Regions from separate parts of the Mus musculus genome. Here regions 1 and 2 are each linked to region 3. A link is a contact called in public Hi-C and HiChIP or PLAC-seq data. All regions are on one chromosome and are shown on one strand. The core of a region is the stretch at or near the end of the contact, and the rest is flanking DNA. Distances in the headings are between cores, read along the strand shown.

What was found. Hi-C and Micro-C count contacts between places; a contact is called where the count stands out from the background. HiChIP or PLAC-seq counts read pairs in DNA pulled down with a chosen protein or histone mark.
Region 1: a Hi-C map of the N1E-115 cell line shows a contact between it and region 3, with 4 times the contacts expected there. The contact joins two enhancer-like sites. A contact is called at or near these places in 3 of 39 promoter capture datasets (embryonic stem cells, hippocampal neurons and liver), 20 of 484 Hi-C or Micro-C datasets (B cells, the C2C12 cell line, the HL-1 cell line and 11 more), 8 of 115 datasets of contacts at active chromatin or transcription factors (astrocytes, embryonic forebrain, embryonic stem cells and 3 more) and 3 of 9 other capture datasets (embryonic stem cells, liver and macrophages).
Region 2: a contact with region 3 is called in an H3K4me3 HiChIP or PLAC-seq map of forebrain, with 7 times the contacts expected there. The contact joins the promoter of Fnbp1l here to the enhancer-like site in region 3. A contact is called at or near these places in 10 of 39 promoter capture datasets (the 3T3-L1 cell line, 3T3-L1-derived adipocytes, the C10 cell line and 7 more), 3 of 15 datasets of contacts at CTCF or cohesin (the NIH/3T3 cell line, embryonic stem cells and stem cell-derived epiblast-like cells), 57 of 484 Hi-C or Micro-C datasets (3T3-L1-derived adipocytes, CD4 T cells, the CH12 cell line and 32 more), 51 of 115 datasets of contacts at active chromatin or transcription factors (the 230-238 cell line, DN3 thymocytes, the NIH/3T3 cell line and 32 more) and 4 of 9 other capture datasets (adipose tissue, liver, macrophages and 1 more).

Annotation. Positions count from the first base shown.
Region 1 is chr3:122,732,021-122,735,401 of GRCm38.p6, reverse strand. All of the region lies in intron 1 of Pde5a (phosphodiesterase 5A, cGMP-specific), which reads right to left. Among named protein-coding and RNA genes, the nearest start is that of Pde5a, 4.6 kb to the right of the region's middle. Within about 2 kb of position 1,316, at least 7 of the 459 cell types and tissues checked have an H3K27ac peak or open chromatin away from gene starts, as enhancers often do. A contact at or near this core is called in the N1E-115 cell line, where this site is marked.
Region 2 is chr3:122,617,751-122,621,207 of GRCm38.p6, reverse strand. It overlaps Fnbp1l (formin binding protein 1-like), which reads left to right and starts at 1,494. Exons shown (of 14, transcript NM_153118.3): 1 at 1,494-1,678. The coding sequence starts at 1,655.
Region 3 is chr3:122,299,753-122,303,179 of GRCm38.p6, reverse strand. It overlaps Gm40190. Among named protein-coding and RNA genes, the nearest start is that of Mir760, 7.8 kb to the right of the region's middle. Within about 2 kb of position 1,694, at least 103 of the 459 cell types and tissues checked have an H3K27ac peak or open chromatin away from gene starts, as enhancers often do. A contact at or near this core is called in DN3 thymocytes, ECoMG myeloid progenitors, the N1E-115 cell line and 15 more, where this site is marked.

The DNA of each region.
Region 1 (3,381 bases), core at 67-2,566, 430 kb before region 3:
AAAGCAAAGTTAACATGCAAGCAGACTTTCACATCATATGAAAAATGAAATCCCAAAGTGAGTTTGTTGTGCTAAAGGACTAAAGGGTACATGAGTGTTCGGGGGGGGGGGTGAGTGGGAGAAGCGAGATGTTGCTAAGCAACATGCTGTGCTGTCCGTCACCCCACTTGGGGCCATAAGGACTTTGCAAGGGGCATTTGATGACTGCTGCCAATTTGCATTTGACTGTAGCTTTATCATTCTGTTCAGAACCAACTTAAAATGTAATTTAGGCCAGCAGTTGCCTAAATGTTGTTAACTAGGATTAAAGTAAATCTTTATATTAATTTTACTTTTCATAGTACCACATTCAACTTAACATTCAAAGGGAAAGAACTCAAAGACAGCTGAAGCAGGAAGGTTCTTACGAATTTGGAGATACATGGCTATACCGTGAGTTCTAGAACAGCCTGCAACAGAGTAAAGCTCTCTCTAAAAAGAAAACAATCAAGGCTGGGGGTCTGGGGAAAGTCAGCACCAGATACTGCACCTGGCAAACTGGTCTGTGCACAGTAGCAGTTTCTATAGGGTTTTGAGGTTTATTAAGCTTACAGAGCCCTTCCCTTTACAGACCCCCAACCCTGACTTGCCCATAAAGGGAAATTGAGACTGTGGGTTACCTGCGGGAGTAGTCAGACTTCCCTACTCTCTTGGATACACTGATTGGTCCAGAGTAGGCAGATGACCCAAGTAAGGGAGGAACAGTTTGGGGAGCACGGCCAAGAGTAAGAAGGAACCTTTTTAGCAGCACACGTTTAAGACTCATCAAAGACGAGCTCTGCCAGCACACGGAGAAAGCATGCAAGAAAGCAGAGCTGAAGTTCAAGGCCAAAAGACAGAGGAATGGGTGAGGGAAAGACAGGCAAACGAAAATACAGAATCTTAACAAGATTATCTGGTCAAGTGACCTCATAACTGATGCAATTGCTGGTCATTCCAATCAATTTCATAAGGGCTACACGGAGAAACCCTGCCTCAGTAAACCAAAAGAAGAAGAAGAAAAGAGGATTTGTCAACATAGACAAAGAGAAACTTAACACTCAATTTGTTTTGCCTACCTTAAATATTTGATTGACAATAATTACAAAACCCTGCCATTCATTAAAAATGAATAGAGTCTTTACACTTAAAAGATACAACTTAAAATAAAATGAGTATAACAAGTTAGCAAATAATATTATAGAGCTAAATATCAGAAGAGTAAGTCACGTGGAGAGGCTCTCTTCCCATGTGTGGTTCCTGTGTGTGCAGCCCCCAGGAGCTGACCCCTGGAGAGCCTGATGTGAAAGTTACTTCCAAGTGCAGTCATTGCTAGAGCAGCAGTCAGCCTTGACCCACATCTGTGCCTCTAAGCTAATGAATGTTACAGGAAGCCCTGCAAAGCCTGCGCACAGCCTTCAGAAATGAAGCATTGTCAGCTCTCTGTGACCAATCAACTCACTGACTTATTCCATTGCCCCACTTCTTATTAAGGATTTTTTCCATCCCTACATTCAGCTCTGAAAACAACAACAGAAGCCAACGTAACTTGAAACCCACAATTAAAGGTTTAATAATTTTATGTTTGGGATAGAAACAAATAAATACTATCGAGTTCTGTTTAGTCTTTCCTGTTACAAAAGAAATCATTCTGGAGCATTAGTAAAATGCCCAAGACAGCTTGAGCAAAGCTATAATTTGTGTCTCCAAATACAATGGAAGGGGTACATCTGAGTAAAGCAAACACATTGTCTGCCATTGATGTGGAGGGAGTGTGAAACTTTATACAGTTTTTTTAGTCTAAGTATCTTAAAAAGAAACAATGTAAGTGACTAGAGATCATCTATGATGATGGAATTATTTTAAAGGCAACTGTGGCTGAGCATGTACACGGTTCTCTGATGGGACCTAACTTGCCTACAGTGCTGGGGGGCTGTAGATACAATCTCTATAATTCCATGAAAAATAAATCGTGATACCTGAAGTATGCCAAACACCAGTGTTTCCAAATCTTAAAATACTGTGAACGTGATATAATAGAAACAGTAGTAGTTTCTATATAATTTTACAAGTTTATTGAGTTTTCATTATAACATGAAAATCGTTTTATTTCAAGAGAGCCATTTATGATTAATCCTGCATGAAATCTACACATTTCCTTACAAATCTTGATCACATAGTTCAGGCTCTAAGAAGGATCTAGAGCTCTGAAAACATCACAGAGAGGAGGGAACTGGGAAATGCTGTTGTTTGAAGAGCTTCTGTGGACCCTTCTAGGCAGGAAGAATTGAAGCCTAGCAGAATGCTTCCGGGAGGCTAGAAGGCAGCACAAACACAGGGACCACAAGAGAACACAAGAAAACTGGCCATTAGTGTATGAGACTTACTGCTCTCGATAGAGGAACTCACAGTTACAGACTGGGCCAGTGCTCCGAAGATTACATTATTCTTAATACAGGCCTTGCCTTTAAAAATATGCTTACTAAATTATTTGTTTGAACATTGTGAACATTTCTACTCCTATGTAATTATAGAAGCAGTAACCTTTTAGAATGGATAGCGATATTTATTTTAAGAATGGATAGCAATATTTATTTTACATCCTCCATCTAAATTTAACATATGTGCCTTACAAGTAAAAATGATACATCTTTTAGAAATGAAGAGGGAACCAGGCATAGTGGCCCATGCCCACAACACCAGCTTTTAAGTATTTAGAAATGAAGAGGGAGCCAGGCATAGTGGCCCATGCCCACAACACCAGCTTGTAAGTATTTGGAAAACTGAGGTTCATTAAACCTGGGCTACATAGTGAGTTCAAAATCACAGGACAACTTAATGAGACCTTATCTCAAAATAACAAATTTTTGAGTGCTGGGTATGATATAGCTCAATTGGCAGAGCCAGTGCCTTGCATACAGAAGGCCATAATTAATTCCCAGTACTGCACCAAAAGGAATAAACACAAAAAGCCAAGAAGAGAATGACAAAGAATCCCATATACAGGACCCAGAGACGTAACTAATTCAGCACAGCTTTGTGGTATGAAATATGTCACACTCCTGTGACAAAGACCTGTACAACTTCTGTTCCTGGACTTTGATCCAACCTGCCATAAAGCCTTTTAAGTCTCTTGTTTCCATTATATGCCAAATATTCTCAGGCTTTGGCCTGGCACAAAACAAAGCAATAAAACCCAACCACCTCACGCCTCCAAAACGAAATGACTTAAAACATCACCCACAATCATCAACCTGACCGGTAACTAATGAAAGGTAATGCTATTCAAATATGCTGTCAAGAATAACAACAGCTAATAAGTGGCTTCGGCACCAAGAAGGTCTTCGCTGTAAATGTCTGCAT
Region 2 (3,457 bases), core at 245-2,744, 320 kb before region 3:
TTCTCTCTTACCAACACCCCACCCCCACCCTCCAACCACTGCACACTCTGTAACCCAGGCTAGCCTCTGACTCCTGTAGTTACGCCTCTCCCCTCCGGAGCACTAAAATTACAGGTGTGCGTCATCACACTTGGCTTCAGCGACTTTCAAAGAACATTAAAAAAAAAAAAAAAAAAAAAAAAGACCGGCCTTAACCTAATTAGAAGAGAGTATTCATTTGCTCAGCCTACCTCAGAAAAGGATAGCAAAGAATTTGGTGAGTGGTGGTTAGACTGCCTGGAGAGCTCTGGCTATTTGCCTGGACTTCAATGGGGAGCAGAACTAGGTAAACAGGAAGGCTGGGGCGGAAGAAGCTGGAACACCTGTGTTGGTCCCGGTCCCGGTCCCGTAGGGAGGAGTTTCAAGGCTGATAAGACGTCCGTTGGTGGGGGGACCTTGAAGCATTCAGTTGTCATGACTCACTGAAGAGTACTCTACTGGTTCTAGAGTGAAAATGTGTGTGTTTTAAGCGACAAGCAATTAATACTAAAGCATATGCTGGGGAGTTAGTGAGCAGACTGTACGCGGTATCTAGTAGCACCAGCCAAACTTGCTGACTGCCAGTGGAGGCAGGCTGGGAAATAACTCAGCACAGCTAAAAGCAAGAGGTCGTCTGCAGCCAAGATTCCTATCGGAGGCAAGAGACGCCTCAGGCTCTGAACAGGTTGTTGAAGGGCTGTGAGGAGGGAGAGACCGGTCCCTGGAGGTAGCCACGAGCCTAGAATTCAGGCAAGCTCAGCAGCGTCTCACCTCCTGCAGGTGTCAGTCGGGTTCGCTTTCCACCAAGTCTTATCTTTTACCATGGCAACGTCCCCAAAAGATTACGGGATCGCTTGCCTCTTAAAAAAAAGAAAAAAAGGTTTCCCGAAAGAACTTACAATAAAATCAAAATGCTTTATTAAAAACAAAAACAAAAACCAGACACGTCGTGTGACACGTTGCATTCACATTGGACGTTTGACCTCTACAGGTCTGTGGTTCCCGGGGATCCCAGGCTGAAGCGCCAAGCCTGGACGGAGAAGTTACCTTACGAAGGCAGATTTTTTTTAACTAAACACACGCACACACCCCTCTGCTCCAACGTCTGGACGTGGTTTCTTTGTCAGGGCTCCGCAAAGAACGCTGACGTGTGGGGTCGCCTCCTTTGAGGGGGGGGGTCTCCGAGCAAGGCAGGGACCGTGGGCGTCCTCCCTGGCTCTCCATCTTGGAGCGGGAGTCTGAGTGCGGCTTTTGCTGAGCCCGGAGGCCGGAGCGGACGCCGCCGAGGGTCCGAGGATCCCCGCCCCGGGCGAGCTGTTCGGAGGAGACCCCCGCCGGCCCCCGCGCGCGCGAGTGCGGGCCCGCCCCGATCCCAGGGTGCACCGCGGCCCGCCCCCTCCCCGCCGTCCCGCCTCCCCTCGGCCCCGGCCCCCTCCCTCCCTCCTTCCCTCCCTCCCTCCCCGCTGCCGGGAGGCGGGGACGCGGCGGCGGCTCGCTTCAGTCGTGTCTCTCTCACTCACTGGGGAACCCGGTGGTGGTGGCGGCAGCTTTCGAGGCAGACGCTGAGGAGGGGAAAGTCGGGACGAGAGAGGACAGCGGGAGCAGCCGGCCGGCGCCAGTCGCCTCAGGTTCCGCCATGAGCTGGGGCACCGAGCTGTGGGTGAGTGTGGGGAGCAGAGCGGCTCGCGCCGTCGGCGGGAGCCCCGGGCTTGGCGCGCCGCGGACTCCGGCGCCTCTTTGTGCCGCGAGAGCCCGCTCGGCTGCGGGCGGGGAGGCGACGGGGCGGCTGCCTGGGGCTCCCTCCGAGGGGCCCGGGCCGCAGCCCTGGACGGCCGCTGCCGTCCCCTCTCCAGCCTCTGCCTGACTTTGCGGACGGGTGCCCGGCCGGGCGCCGCGCCTTTGTACCGCGCGCCCGACGGCGGGGGAGGGAGCCATTGTCCCGAAGGGGCGCCGCTCGGATCCCCGCGCCGCGCGCCTGGGCGACGCCCCAGCTCCAGGTAGGGGGAGCCGGGCGGCTTTGTTCCCAGCCCGGCCTGGGGCCAGCCAGGCCCAACCCACACGCCCATTTCCCTCTCTTGCTGCCTCCTTGCTCGGGACCTAGGGCGCCCGCGACTCCGCGCCGGCCAGCTCCGGTTGCAGCCTCTCTGGGCTGGCGGGTCTGCTTTTGTGACCCGAATTAGGTAGTGGGATCGAGGAAGGGACGCTCATTTTGGCGAAAGGAGCGCGCGGCTTGCCGATCGCTTGATTTCCCTCTCGTTCTTTATTCTCTCTCCTCTCTCTCTCTCTCTCTCTCTCTCTCTCTCTCTCTCTTTCTCTCTCTCTCTCTCTCGTGTGTGTATGTGTGTGTGTGTCTGTCTCTCTCTTTTTTCTCTCTCTCTCTCTTTCTTCCGTGCCTTTCCTGGGCGCTGGAGGCTGCAGACAATACCCAATGTCCGACCAAGGTGCAGGCGGAGGGTTATAGGTCGAGGAATTCGCTCCGGACGCCGTCACCTGAGGGTGGAGGTGTGCATGGCAGTGATTTCTCAGGTGCGGCCGGGAAAATTGGCGGCGTGGGGGCGCTGTCTCGAGCGAGCGCCGCCTGGCCTCTGCCACTCCCCTTTTTATCCCACCTGTGCATATTTTCCGTGCCTTTGTTTGCGAAAATCTCCGGGAATCTCTGTAGCGGGAGAGGAGGGACAAGTTTCGAGTATGTACGCTCACTGGGATTCGAAACAGATCGTTTAGTCGCGAGGCCGAATGTTTTCTCCTTTTCCACGTGCTGTAGATTGGGAATTTTAGAAGTGACACTTAAAAGCTCATCTAGTCACCCACTTAACCCTGCCCCAGGAATCTGTCCTGTAGCACTCTGCAGAAGTGTTTGCCCAGTCTGCAAACATAACCATCAAGACAAAATACCTCAGGAGCCTCTCCACTTGATTGTTCTGATAATGGTGAGCGTCATTTGTAAACGAATCATGTAACATCAGTTAGAATTTCAGGCATTATTGGTCCTTTCCCATTTACTTTTATGTTTGTTTGAGACAGTCTCACTATAAACATGGCTGGCCTGGAACTCGTAATATAGACCAGGCTGTCCTTAAACTCAGAGATCCACCTGACTCTCTCCAGTTGCTGGGACTAAGGGTTTTCCCTTTTAAACGTACATTCTGTGATGGTTACAGTGTCATCAGTGAATGGAGATGGGTATAGTTTTATTTTCTATTTACAACATTTTTTATCTCTTTGGTGCCTGGCGATTGAACCCAGGACCTCGCACATACTAGACAGCAAGCCGTATCTCTAGCCCCTTATTTTTAATTTTAAATTCATGTATTTATTTGTGACTGACTGTGGGTATATCTGGCAAAGAAGCCAGAAGAGGGCATCAGATCTCCTGGAGCTGTAGCTCAGACACTTATGAGGCTCATCACAAATGCTGGGAACCAAACTCAGGTGCTTT
Region 3 (3,427 bases), core at 445-2,944:
ACAAGCAGTGTATTGAAAATGAATAAAAAGTATCCCATTGCTGCTGTCCATCCTTTCTCCTTAAAGGGTAACCTAGGCTTCAGTGTGGCAAGGATGGCTGCGAGGCTGAGCTCAGACCCAGCACTTATGCCAGTCTAGGTTTGACCACCAGCGCCATTTACTTTTGAAAAATCTCAGGAGTAATGTTTGCTTAGCATGTAAGTGAACCTGGGTTTGACCTCCAGTCCTGCTCAACACTGTAGTAAATACATACATACATACATACATACATACATACATACATACACCAGAGAGGTCAAGGATTTTGTCTTGTCTGCTCTATTTCTAGTAAACATGCAGGAAATGTTTGTTGAATGAACAAATACACCGTGCACCATCACTCCAGGTTTAGCCCAAGCACCCTACAAATCTTTACCCTCCCTCCTATATTTCAGCAGTGGTGACCTTGCCCTAGCCTTGTGGACTGTTTAGGGCACAGCCGGGACTCCCAAAGAACAAGCTCTGCAGATGGAGACTGTCTCTCCTGCCCTCCGCTAAGCTCCCTCTTGATGACATCTCTGAGGTGCCCTGTGACCCTCCTTCCCAAGCTCTTGATCTCTCACTTAACACTACATACATACATACATACATCATGCATGCATACATACATACATACATATATCATGCATGCATACATATATACATACATATATCATGCATGCACACATACATACATACATCATGCATGCATATATACATACATATATACATACATAATATATGCATGTATACATATATACATTCGTACATTCATGCATATATAATACATTCATACATACATACATACATATGTCACCCTCTCTCCCTTTATTCTCCCACATCCTCCTGGCACAGGCCCTCCTTTCTTCCAGATCTTCCCCACCTACACTGCTTCCTGGCTGTATTCCTCCCAGGCCTCTGTCACACTAGCCTCATTGTCTTCAGTCCTCACTTCTCAAATGACCCCACACCCATGTGTCCTCTGAAGCCCAAAGCATTTCCCAGGGTCCCTCCTCCTCCTGTTTTCTTCTGTTTCATCCAAAAAAAAAAAATGCACCCACTCCAGATTCAAACGTGTTTTCCCTGGCACTTTGTTCTGTGTGCCCAGGTAGCCTGGGGGGCATCCTCTTTCCACAGAAGAATTACCCAAAGCAACCCTCTATGCAAGGGCAGCTCTGTGAGCTTAACTGTGGGCTGCACACCCGGGTTTGCTTCAAGGTATTATCTTCATCTACTCCCTCCAGTCCATCAGAGCTCACAAACACCAAGATCCCTCTGGGGTCTAGCTAGCTCCTGCATGGAGTCTCTGGGAGATATGAATGTATGACATTGTTTCCATACACAATTGTTCCCCCACCAACCTCAGGACTACAGTTTCCCTTCCAGGGTTGTCATCCTTCGGTGAGCAACCTTAGCCAGTGACCCTGGCACCGGAGTCAGCCTGCAGTGCTTCGCTATGCCAGTCTGGCCCTGAGAATGTGGCCTATCCTACCATGCTTTGTTCCCAGGAACTACAGGGCTGCAGCTTCCCTTTGCAAAATCTCTCTCCTTCCTGCCAGAGCGGGTGAGCCCTGGAGGCTCCTCCCTGCCAGAGCAAAGCAGAACAGTTAACCATCAGGCCTTGTCTGGGGGGTACAGCTGAGTGGCAGAAAGCTTGCTGAGCAAGCGCAAAGCCCTGGTCTGACGTCAGCACTTCTCGTGTAAGAAGATGACACATCAAGTCTCTGCAGAGAGAAAACCAGGGCTCCCCCTGGCACATTTCTGGCATGAAAGTGAAAAGTTTGCAAGGTTCTGCTCCTCTGGCTCTGCATTCTCTGCCTAGCCCTCACCTTGAGAGTCAAGATGCCCCTTTCTTGGGCCTGAGCCCTGCCTTGGGCCCTTCTCCATGCCCAAACCCTTGGAGGCACTACCGCCCTGCTGACACTTTGTCAAACAGTTTCAGGCAGTGGGAGCAGGAGGTGGGAGTCATCTGACAGGCTTCCCTCGGGGCATGGCCTTGTTCTACCTTTCTGCTCAGCTAACCTGGCCTGTCTGTATCTGTGCCTATTTTGGGAACTAACAAGAGCCTCCTTTCTGCCCTTGGTGACCCACATGCTAGACCTGATCTGCTTCTCTGGCCACTGTTATAGTGGTAGTGATAATGGAGACAGGGATGAACAGAGAGACCAATTCCAGCTTAGGGCTCTATTCATCTTTTAAAAGAGAGTAAGAAGAAAACACTCTTTGCAACTGGTGAGATGTAGAAGAAGCCCAAGAAAGGGAAGTGAGTTTGGTAAAGGATGAAGGGAGGGGATGGAGGGAGGGCAAGAGAGAAAAGGAGAGAGGTGGGGATGAAGTCTCCTCTTTATAGAATGTCCTGTCTCCTTAAGGACTCTAAAGCCGAAGATTCTGGAAGTGTCTCATGAAAGGTATCCAGGGTAGGGGGTGACTGAGTATTGGAACGGGAAGAGAGGAAAGGACTAGCCAGTGCCCTGGGGCTGCCAAGTCCTGCTGCTCCTGGGTGCCTGTCTCACCCTTGCTAACAGAGCTCCCCAGGCCTCTGACCATTGCCCCCACTTTGACTGTTCTGCCTCGGCTGCTCTTTCTTCTTCTCTATACTTTGCTTTTTCCTATCCTGCCTTGATACCAGCGTGAATTTCTCCTGAGAGCTCCTGCCACCGTCCTTTCCCCAGCCGGGTGGCCAGGCCCCTTCCTCACAGGTGTATTCCACTACACACTTCTCTCCCCACAGTATTTCCACCCACATAGCCACCCAATCCTTCACTTATCATGTATCTGCTTGTGCGGGGGGCTGGGTGCTGATCTGAAAGTGAACGAGACGCTTGGATTCTCACGGTGTTGGGTAGTATACAGTCCAGTGGGGGAGAAAGACACTCACAAAGGACAAAGACCCTCAAGGCAGTAGGTATTTGGAGAAATCAAGATGCTATTATACAAATGCACAAGAAAGGGTGGGCACGTGGGACTGGAGACTGGAAGAAGTTTGGGACCCTCTCTCTCAGGAAGGAATGTTGAAGCTGAAGAGTAAAACAAGAGGCAACTAAGACCAGAAAGACAGGTAGGAGTGGTGGTATGTGCACATGAGTGTGTGTGTGTGTGTGTGTGTGTGTGTGTGTGTACATATTCGAATATGTGTATGTCTGCATGAGCATGCTTGATTGTGTGCATTCATGCTTATGTGTGTGTATGCTTGCACTTGTATGCACATGAGTATATGCATAAATATGCTTTGGGAGAGAAGCCAGTAGTCCCTGTTCAGGGTGGACATGTATGTGCCCAAAACCCCTGTAGGGAAAGAGACAGGAGAAACAAAGTGTGGCAGAGCAATGTCCCCAGTGAGAGAACGTGAACCAGAAGAGCGGGGAAGGAAGAGATTATGGGAACCAGGGAGGTCATGGCTGGGGTCAGC